Regions from separate parts of the Xenopus laevis genome. Here region 2 is linked to region 1. A link is a contact called in public Hi-C data. All regions are on one chromosome and are shown on one strand. The core of a region is the stretch at or near the end of the contact, and the rest is flanking DNA. Distances in the headings are between cores, read along the strand shown.

What was found. Hi-C and Micro-C count contacts between places; a contact is called where the count stands out from the background.
Region 2: a contact with region 1 is called in a Hi-C map of the XL177 cell line, with 2.0 times the contacts expected there. The contact joins the enhancer-like site here to the promoter of trpm8b.L in region 1. A contact is called at or near these places in 2 of 4 Hi-C or Micro-C datasets (the XL177 cell line and the XTC cell line).

What each region holds. Positions count from the first base shown.
Region 1 is chr9_10L:83,586,765-83,591,519 of Xenopus_laevis_v10.1, reverse strand. It overlaps trpm8b.L (transient receptor potential cation channel subfamily M member 8b L homeolog), which reads right to left and starts at 3,052. Exons shown (of 26, transcript NM_001161595.2): 1 at 2,962-3,052; 2 at 2,035-2,137; 3 at 1,088-1,164; 4 at 401-557. The coding sequence starts at 2,115.
Region 2 is chr9_10L:83,624,073-83,628,377 of Xenopus_laevis_v10.1, reverse strand. No RefSeq gene overlaps it. Among protein-coding and RNA genes, the nearest start is that of trpm8b.L, 38 kb to the right of the region's middle. Within about 2 kb of position 2,762, at least 1 of the 7 cell types and tissues checked has an H3K27ac peak or open chromatin away from gene starts, as enhancers often do.

The sequences.
Region 1 (4,755 bases), core at 1,803-4,302:
AAGTCTGCTATTTCATTCAACTGCACATGTGTTTGCCCGGGAAATTTGAAGACAGAAGAAGGTGGAAGTGGATCGCCCCATGATGCTCACTGGTATAACCCTGGGCCCGTGCAGTTTTCTGCTGATAGGAGCATCAGCCTGGGGTTTCAGGTAAGTCAATGCAACCACTTGGGGGTGCCTTGGTGCACCCCAAGCGCACCAAGCCTTTCCTTCTCCTTTAGAGGCATTCAGTAACAGTAGGAGAAAGCAACAAGAGATAATTGTATGGAGAGCACACACACAAAAAGGTTAGCGACCAAACACCTGTATAAAAATATATTTATGTATTTCAATAGTATTGGGAAGAAATACTGCTCATTCTCTTTTCTTATCTCACTCCATTCTTTCTGTGAATACTAACTTTTGCTCTTCTTCCAAAGGTCTCAAATTGAATTTCCCCATATGCATCTGTGGATACTTCTTTGGTGTGCCTCTTGTAGTTCCACTTATCATTCTGATTGGTCTGTACACCTTCAGTGTGTTGTCTCTTGAGATATCCGCATTTGCATAGACTCTCCCTGAGACAACAAGAAAGAATACTCCACCACTTTGAAAAAAGATGCATTTCAAGGTCATTCATATTCCTAAACATGAATGTTTTGGATAATGACTGCATGTCTGAATTTTATGTATTGATTTTGTGCTTAGAGGTTGTGGTGGGGCATCAATTTCTCCATTTCATTAAGAAATAAAATACAATATTATATACTCACAGCAATGTTATGTTTCCTCCTAATCTCTGTGGAATTATCAAAAGTATTACTGAGAATATAATCTATAGTGTAATGTGCTAGACACCACAGTTCATGCCTTAAAGCAGTCATATGTCTTCAGGTCAACGCAAGTACTAAGATGTAGAAACACAGTTGACAGTGGACACCCAGACAGGTCTTTGCATTCATTTTCCAACTTGTAGGACAATGTTCAACACTAATTTCTGATTGTTTTTGTTGCTATTGACAATGACACTTGTGAAATTGAATCTGGCCTGACATCTTTGTTTTACCACTAGTTTGGAGATATACTGTATAACATTTCTATTTCTTACTGTGAACTGGAGTCCTTTGTGAACACCACGCATTCTCTCTTCTTAATATCCTTTATAATACTGTATCTTTCAACATTCTGTAAACATGCAAAAGAGGATTTATAGAAAACGGTATTCTGATAATGCATCTCCTAATGCAGTGTATAGCAGAACTACATGTATCAACTCAGCATAAATCAGTGTATAAAATAGCAGACTGACTAAAAACACTACACACCAAGCCCTTCACACATAACATAAATCAATGGTATTGACTTTTTTCTGCAACATAATTCCTTTGAAAAGACAAAATGCTTTGTGAAAAATCAAGGACACTGCTAGGAAATCCAGCTAGTCAACTGATTGGACAGTAGTTTAAATTAGTAATTAGTAACATGCATTTATTAGACATTTTGATTATTAGACTTTTTAAGTGATCTGGTAACTGTATTATTCAGTAAACCCACAATGAGAGATTAGACCAGTTTTGACTATGTATGTACAGTCACCTTTATTTAAAAGATGGTGAAGGACAGAAGCCTGGAGCAGGAGCATCATATGGTTATACAGTTTCCATTGCCCTGAACACATGTACATTATGCCACCAACTAGAATTAATGGGTGAGAGCAGTAAATCTTGAAATCTCCCTGATACATAGGCTCAGGGTCTATGTACCTACAGACTTTATATTTACTCCTTCCAATACCATAAAGCCCAGAGATGAAGTGAAGGTTTATAGACATATTTAAATATTCCCTTTGGAGAGATCCGCTGATGACCACTTCTAATGTGCTTAGACACTTCTGACCAACTCATACAACACAGCAACCAAATATTAAATGTTTGCACTTTACACTCATTTGCTTAATCCCAGCCTGTACTCTTATCGAAACATTAAGGCTATTACTATAACGTGTAGGTCAACTCTTATTCGGTACTACCATAAGGAATTATTGTCATTGCCTACCCCGGATAGCTGCTCTGCTGGTGACAGCTCAATACTTGAGTATAGTTTCTGGGATCCTTCCAGATCATATTGGCAAGTCATTCCTGAAGTATCCAAGATGTCTCTAAACCAATAATGGTACAAATGATCACTCAAAGTTAAAATACATGTGACTGCTAAAACAGATTTATATGGTGCCCTTTTCCCTATGAATTTATTTCCCTCTAGCTTTTCTCTCCAGTACTAATAATAATACTTTATTTGGATGCATGCATATGCTCAGCTTTTAAGCCTTGATCTCAAACTAACTTACTTTAAAAATTGCAGTGCTTTACACTGATCTGATCATGGAGAAGCTTGTGAAATATAGTGGCATTACCTTTTGTTATAATCCAACTATACTGGCTGTACTCATTCTTTATAAAAGGTAAAATTACCACTATCTTGTGGAAAGCCTGGAAGGAAACTTATGGTTCAGTTTTAGCGGAACAGCCAAAATACTTATTGTTTGTTTGTTTGTGGCAAGTCACTTTCAGCATAAATGGATAAGGCCAGACAGAGTAAACATGTGGCACATATTTTGCTGCATAACCAAATACATAATAAGCAATATGTGACAATATGCAAAAGGCTTGTTTTATATACAAGAAACTCTTTTATACTGTTCATGGCATGATATATCATTAGATATACGTGGCTGCAAAACAAATACACCCTGCCCTTAAATATTGATTAATTGCTTGAGAGTTTCTATTCCACATTTCTTTAATGAGTATTTGCTGTATTGAATGTAGTGTAATATTGCACTTTTCTCTCATTGAGGAGCAGGTATAACTATCTTTTTGTTGTCTTTTTTTAAGAATGTCAACCTTCAAGAGATGAGCACTGACAGACTCTCCCCCAAAGTCACAAATACAATACAAGAAAAATATTAAGTGGTGCACTTACATCAGCCAGATATTTGGTTTCCCAGGGATGGGATCTCCAACACTATAAAATCTACAAAACAAAGTTAAAGAGACGATTTATATCCATATACGAGTAGAATCCTAGAGACAGGAAACTTATGACAGAAGACTGCGGAAGAAGAAGAAGATCTAACCACAACTGAGGAACTTGTGACTGCAGAAATTTACAGACCATGAATAGGGAAGAGAGTAAATGACTGATCCTAAAAACCTGCTGGCGAGCATGACCCTGTGAGAATTATCAGTGATACAGAAAGATGATCTATAGTTCATGTCTACGAACTTTAGCTCAAAATAAATTATCTAAAGTTCACTACAGGTCATTCTTAATCCAGATTGGGGACTACAGAATAGTGCCCTTCTCTTCTCAAGAGGAAGAAAATCACCTTCTATTTTAATGTAGAAAAATACACCCTTGGTGCTACCCTTAGCAGGACTGGCCATCAGCCTTTTCCCATAACATTTTATAGGTATCATGCCTCTTGTGGCAATAAGCAGAGGGTATTGTGTTAGTATCCCAAAAGAGCAGATAAGTCCACTTTCTCTCTCATAATGTTCTCATATAGACAGAGCACTGCCACAGAAGGAATTTGAATTGTTAAAAGGACTATAAGCGAGAAAGCCCTGAGTACCATTGCCCCTAGCACAGAGGCAGATAAAGCTGCTTCTCCAAACCTCTTATCCTACTTATGGCCATTTTGTTCTGGCACCATTTCTACTCATAGACTATGTAGAACTGTGGCAATAAATAAATACCACATTGAATTAAAACATATTTAATCTTTTCCATGACAAATACAAGGCAAGAGGGTTCAAAAGTTTGATCAAACAGAAATGTTCATGTTATTGGCAGAAATTGATACTTTTATTCAGCGAGGTAGCATTTAACTGTTGAGAGATTAAAATATATTTGTGTTGACTTGTTCCATTCAAATGTTCCGTCAAACTTTTAGTTCTTCAGAGAATCCTCCATTTGCAGCACTTAGTGGACCAGTGGCATTATAGCTGTCAGTTTTAATTCTGTAGCTCTTCCCAGAGAAACAAGAAGTTTGTAGGACATTTTTCCTTACAGTGAAAGTCTTCCTACAAGGGCTCAATTTGGTTCATTGTATAAAGCAGTGTTTCTTAAGTTTATTCTCAGGAGACCCAAATTATATCAGTGAATTGGCATCACCGCCCAAAACTTTGTGCAGAACCAGTTACGCACCTTATTATTAATATATTATTTTTTGTTGTATAAAACACATCACTTTATGAAAGGGAATTACAGAGATCCACCCTAAGCAGCATGAGGACCCATTTGTGTTTATTGTAAAGAGGAATGCTAGTTTGGTACAGTGCCGCGCCTACAGATGAGGGCAAGATCCTGCCCCTAATCACTCCAACCAAAACTCCATTCCATTCCGAACTCCCCTTAATAATCCAGGAATTACATAATAAAGCAGTTCCAAGGTTGCATACACAGGTTTACCTGGGCAATTTATGACGGCAAGCTGCTTGGAAATAAAATTAAAGATGGCATCTATGAATTGGTTTGCAGGGTATTGTTCTCTGCATAAAATTATGCAATTGCATGAATGTATTTACTTAAAAACAGATGACTTTGGATCAGTGCCAGTGCTGTGTAGCCAAGATTTGTGCACATTGTTCACTTAACTCCACTTAATCCAACATATTCCATCGGACTTGACTCATTTTAAGTTGTGTCCCTAATATCCACCAGCAGGCACACCTTGTAGCACTGAACACACTATAAACAGGTTTTAGCAAAGGT
Region 2 (4,305 bases), core at 1,513-4,012, 37 kb before region 1:
ACAGGCGCAACTCGATGTATAAATACCCCCAGAATTGATAGTAGGATGGCACAGTGCAATTCCCTGTATAAATACCCCCAGAATTGTTGATAAGATGGTACAGGTGCAATTCCATGCATCAATACCCCCAGAATTGATAGTAGGATGGCACAGTGCAATTCCAAATATAAATACCCCCCAGGACCCATAGCAGGATGGCATACGCTCACATCACAGAACACACAGCAGCTGAGAAGTGATGGAGAGATTTCCGGGTTTGCCCCCACTGATCCGCAGCCCACCACACAGTACTTCATCAATCCTTGTTTCCTCTCTTATGCCAGCAGACTCATTTTGCTTGAAGTTTTGGTCACCGCCAAAGTTTTCGGCGCGGGCTGGGTGCATGCATGTGCACTCATGTGACTAGATGATTGCGCACACAAAGAACACGAAAAAAAAAACGTAAAAAAAAACCGGAGGAGGAAAATTCTGCTTTGCTGGCAACGAGCTGGACCTATAGTCCTCCCCCAGCCCAGTGTCAGCTCCCATGGGGATTCATGCCACCTTCCCTGCTATATCCCTTCTGTGTTCCCTCTGCTCCACCTCCTTCCTGTCGGGCCCCAGGGCAGGTGCGCACTGTAGCTGCAGACCACTCTCTTTAGTGCCTTTCCCATTTTACACACATGAAAGCTGGTTACTTTCATAGTTTATCTTCAGGGATACAGGCCCTATCGGGGATGCAGGTGCATGCACCCTTGTGCCACTGCACTTTCTACACCCCCTGTAGTTCAGCCACTGTATCGCTCTCTACATCATACTAAAAGTTAACTCAAAGGTGAGCAACCTCTATAAGATGTTAGCACCATAGTTTCAGTAAGGTTCGATTGCTCTTTGCCTCATACAAGGAAAATTCAGAACCCACTTTTATTGTCTATCACAAAGACTAGCACATTGTAGGTTGACATAAGTCCTGAGCTACATATGGTGCATCTTAAGTTTGCTACCCAGCCGGAATCTTACTGACCCAGTTGGCAAAAATGATACAATGCCAATGTAAATAAACTGGAAGAAACATTCATTAAATTGGAAGGTCAGTGAGGTGACCAACATGAACAGTGTCTACCAAATCTGGGCATGTTTCGCTGGCTCCAGGTCTCACTGTATCATATGTAACTATATTTTGCATTTAGATACATGTAGTAGCCATATAGTAGTGATTAAAACTCCTATGGCATTATGTAAAACTTCATTATTGGCATAACATGTGCCACTGATTTGCTGGCTTTCTTTTCAGCTGGCCTAGAATCTTAAAAACCAAAACTGTAACCCCCAATTGACAATGTATAAGGGCTCTTACACATGAGCGTTCTGAACTGCGCTCCCCTGCGTCCCTTTTTTTGGCGTTCAGCCGCAGGGGAGCGCAGGAATAGACGCAAGTCATTATTTGAAATGGGGCTGTACTCACTCAGGCGCGTGTAGGCAACATGCTGCATTTTTCCTGCGTTCGGCGCCTACACGCGCCTGAGTGAGTACAGCCCCATTTCAAATAATGACTTGCATCTATTCCTGCGCTCCCCTGTGGCTGAACGCCAAAAAACGGAACGCAGGGGAGCGCAGGTCAGAACGCTCATGTGTAAGAGCCCTAAAGCATGATTAAGGCTACTGTTCTTCTGTCCATGATAAAGAATAAAGATAATAATGTCCAGAGGGACATATATTCCTGAGGTCTCTGCAGTTCATTCGCAGCTGGATATTGTGTAAGGAAAATTGCTTCCTGCTCTGCTGAAAAACAACAGGTGCAGCACCATAAATTGTCATTCTGGTGGAGGTTTGTGCATCTTCACTGAAAGGCCTGGGATTGCTACAAAGCATTTATTCTTATGCTTCCAAACTGTCAGTAGGATTATTAATCCTCCGAGTACAGTCACACATGTAATACTCATCAGGCACCGGAATAAAGAGAAAACCTTGGGCTAATTCATTTTGCACCTGTAAATAGTGAAACAGCACAATAGTCTCCCAATGGGCTTTCCTTGTTAAACTCACTGTATGTACCATGCTACCGTGTCTTATAGAGCTAAGATATCTTCCACATTCCAGCTGTGACTGGGGCTGCCCTTAGGGCATAGTGGGGCCTTGAGCAGCATATCCATTATTGGGCCTCTGTCCTACCTGCAGCTGCTGATAAATTACAACTCTCACGTGGTCCATCAGCCTTTCCTTGTCGTATTGAGTTGTTGTTCAAACAAAGCTTTACACTATTGCACAGCTGCAATCCCCTCCCTGATGCCAACTCCCCTGAATATATACAGTCACACAGTTACAATCCTACTAATGCACCCCTTGCCCTGACACCATCATTCATAATTATTTATTTAAACAACTCAACATTTATATAAGCCCCCCCCTCCAACTCCCACATATCCATTCTGTGGGGGCAATAAATCATGAAACAGACAGATATAAAAATAATAGGCATTAAGATCAGTGAATTCTGCAGTCTGTCGTATAACCCTGCCAAAAGATATCCCTGTTGCACATTCAGTTCAGTACATTTATCTCAGAATGTGGATACATTATAAATACATTTATAGCATTACAACAGGTTGGAATCAATACAAAGCATTTGGTTTTCGTCACCATGCAGGAAGCAATGGGTTATTCCACTGGCACAATGCAGCTTTTGGACTCTTAGCTTCTATTGATTTGTGTAAACCCTGCAGGCTGCTGAGCTTCCTGGAACCTTCCTCCCAGCCCTCACACACACATCTCATCTGCAGCCATAAATTATTCACAGGCTACAAGTTCACATACAGGTCTCACAGGATGGAAATTCCTTGTACTAGTCTGCCATCTTGTGATAGAATGTGGTAAAACATCCATAGAAACCACCCTCTTTGTCTGAAGTTTACTGAACCATCATAATAAGGAAACATAACAGCTCATTTACTATGTGCAGTAAGTGCAAACAATTTACATAATACTCCAGGCTCCATACCACCCATCAGACCTGGACTGGCAATCTGTGAGTTCTGGAAAATGCCAGAGGGGCTGCTGTAAGTTGCCATAGAAAGTCACTATTTAATGGGCTGGTAGGGGCTGTTTGGCCCTTTGTGTGACTGAAATGCCAGGGCCTATTTTGATTCTCAGTCCAGACCTTCCACCTATTCCTAAACTTGAGCATTATTCAGAAGTGGAAGTTAGAGAGTGAACAAAGGCGTCTGTACTCATACCTCCCAATTGTCTCGTTTTTTCCGGGACAGTACCAATTTTGACAGCTCAACCCGCAGTTCCGGATTGTTACTGAAATGTCTCAACTTTCTCTGTGATCTCCTGCACTGAACAGCCAAAAAAAAAAAAGATACAAAGTTTCTGAAACTTAATTGGCTTTTGGCAGAGAGCCCATAACACTCAGCAGGTGCACTTTGATACTTTTGTAACAATTTAAGATAACCAAAGAAACAATTGTTACAATTTAAGATAAGCAAAGAAGCATTGTAACAATTTAAGATAAGCAATCGTAACAATTTAAGATAAGCGGATATCTTTGGAAAACTGTGACTTGGAGCTTACAGGGCAATTCATCTTTATTAGCAAAACTGTAATAACACATAAAAAACACAGAAATGTTTTCAAGCTTTCATAACCTGCCAAATTTTGTAAAATGAACATGGTAATTAGGGGCTGTGGCCACAAAAATGGGCATGGTCGAAAAATGCCGCCAAGCTATGTGCAGCAGATCAATTTGTCCCTCTTTCTATTTCTAAAATGTTGGGAGTGTCATGAATCGGCACCCAAAATCCAGAACCAATGCTAAGCTCCCTGTTGTCGGCTCCTTCCGCCTTTCACCTTGGGAGGAGCCCTCGGCTAATTGGATGCCGCCAGGTCTTATTAAGAGAGGAGCCAAGCGAGGGTTCTGGACAAGCAAGTGGGGCACGATTGTTAAGTAAAAGTCACAGTTCAAGCATAAGACGAAATCGTAGTCAAACAGGCCGGGTCAGTGCAGGCAGAATTCTAGCGGCATCAGACAGGCAAGAGTCAAAGCGGGGAGATCAATCAAGAGTTGTCCAAACAGGCACGGGTCGGGTTACCAGGCAGGGGTCAGGATCACAGACAGTGGCGTAACTAGTTGTTACTGGGCCCCATAGCAAATTCAATTTAGGGCCCCAAAATATTTATAAGTTGGCCTATTTTATATATTAAAATTGCTAATTAATTAGGGTCTCACTGGGCCCCCTACACTCCTGGGCCCCCCTGCAACCGCAGGGTCTGCTTCCTCTATAGTTACGCCCCTGATCACAGAAGTCAGAATAGTCAATCAGGCAA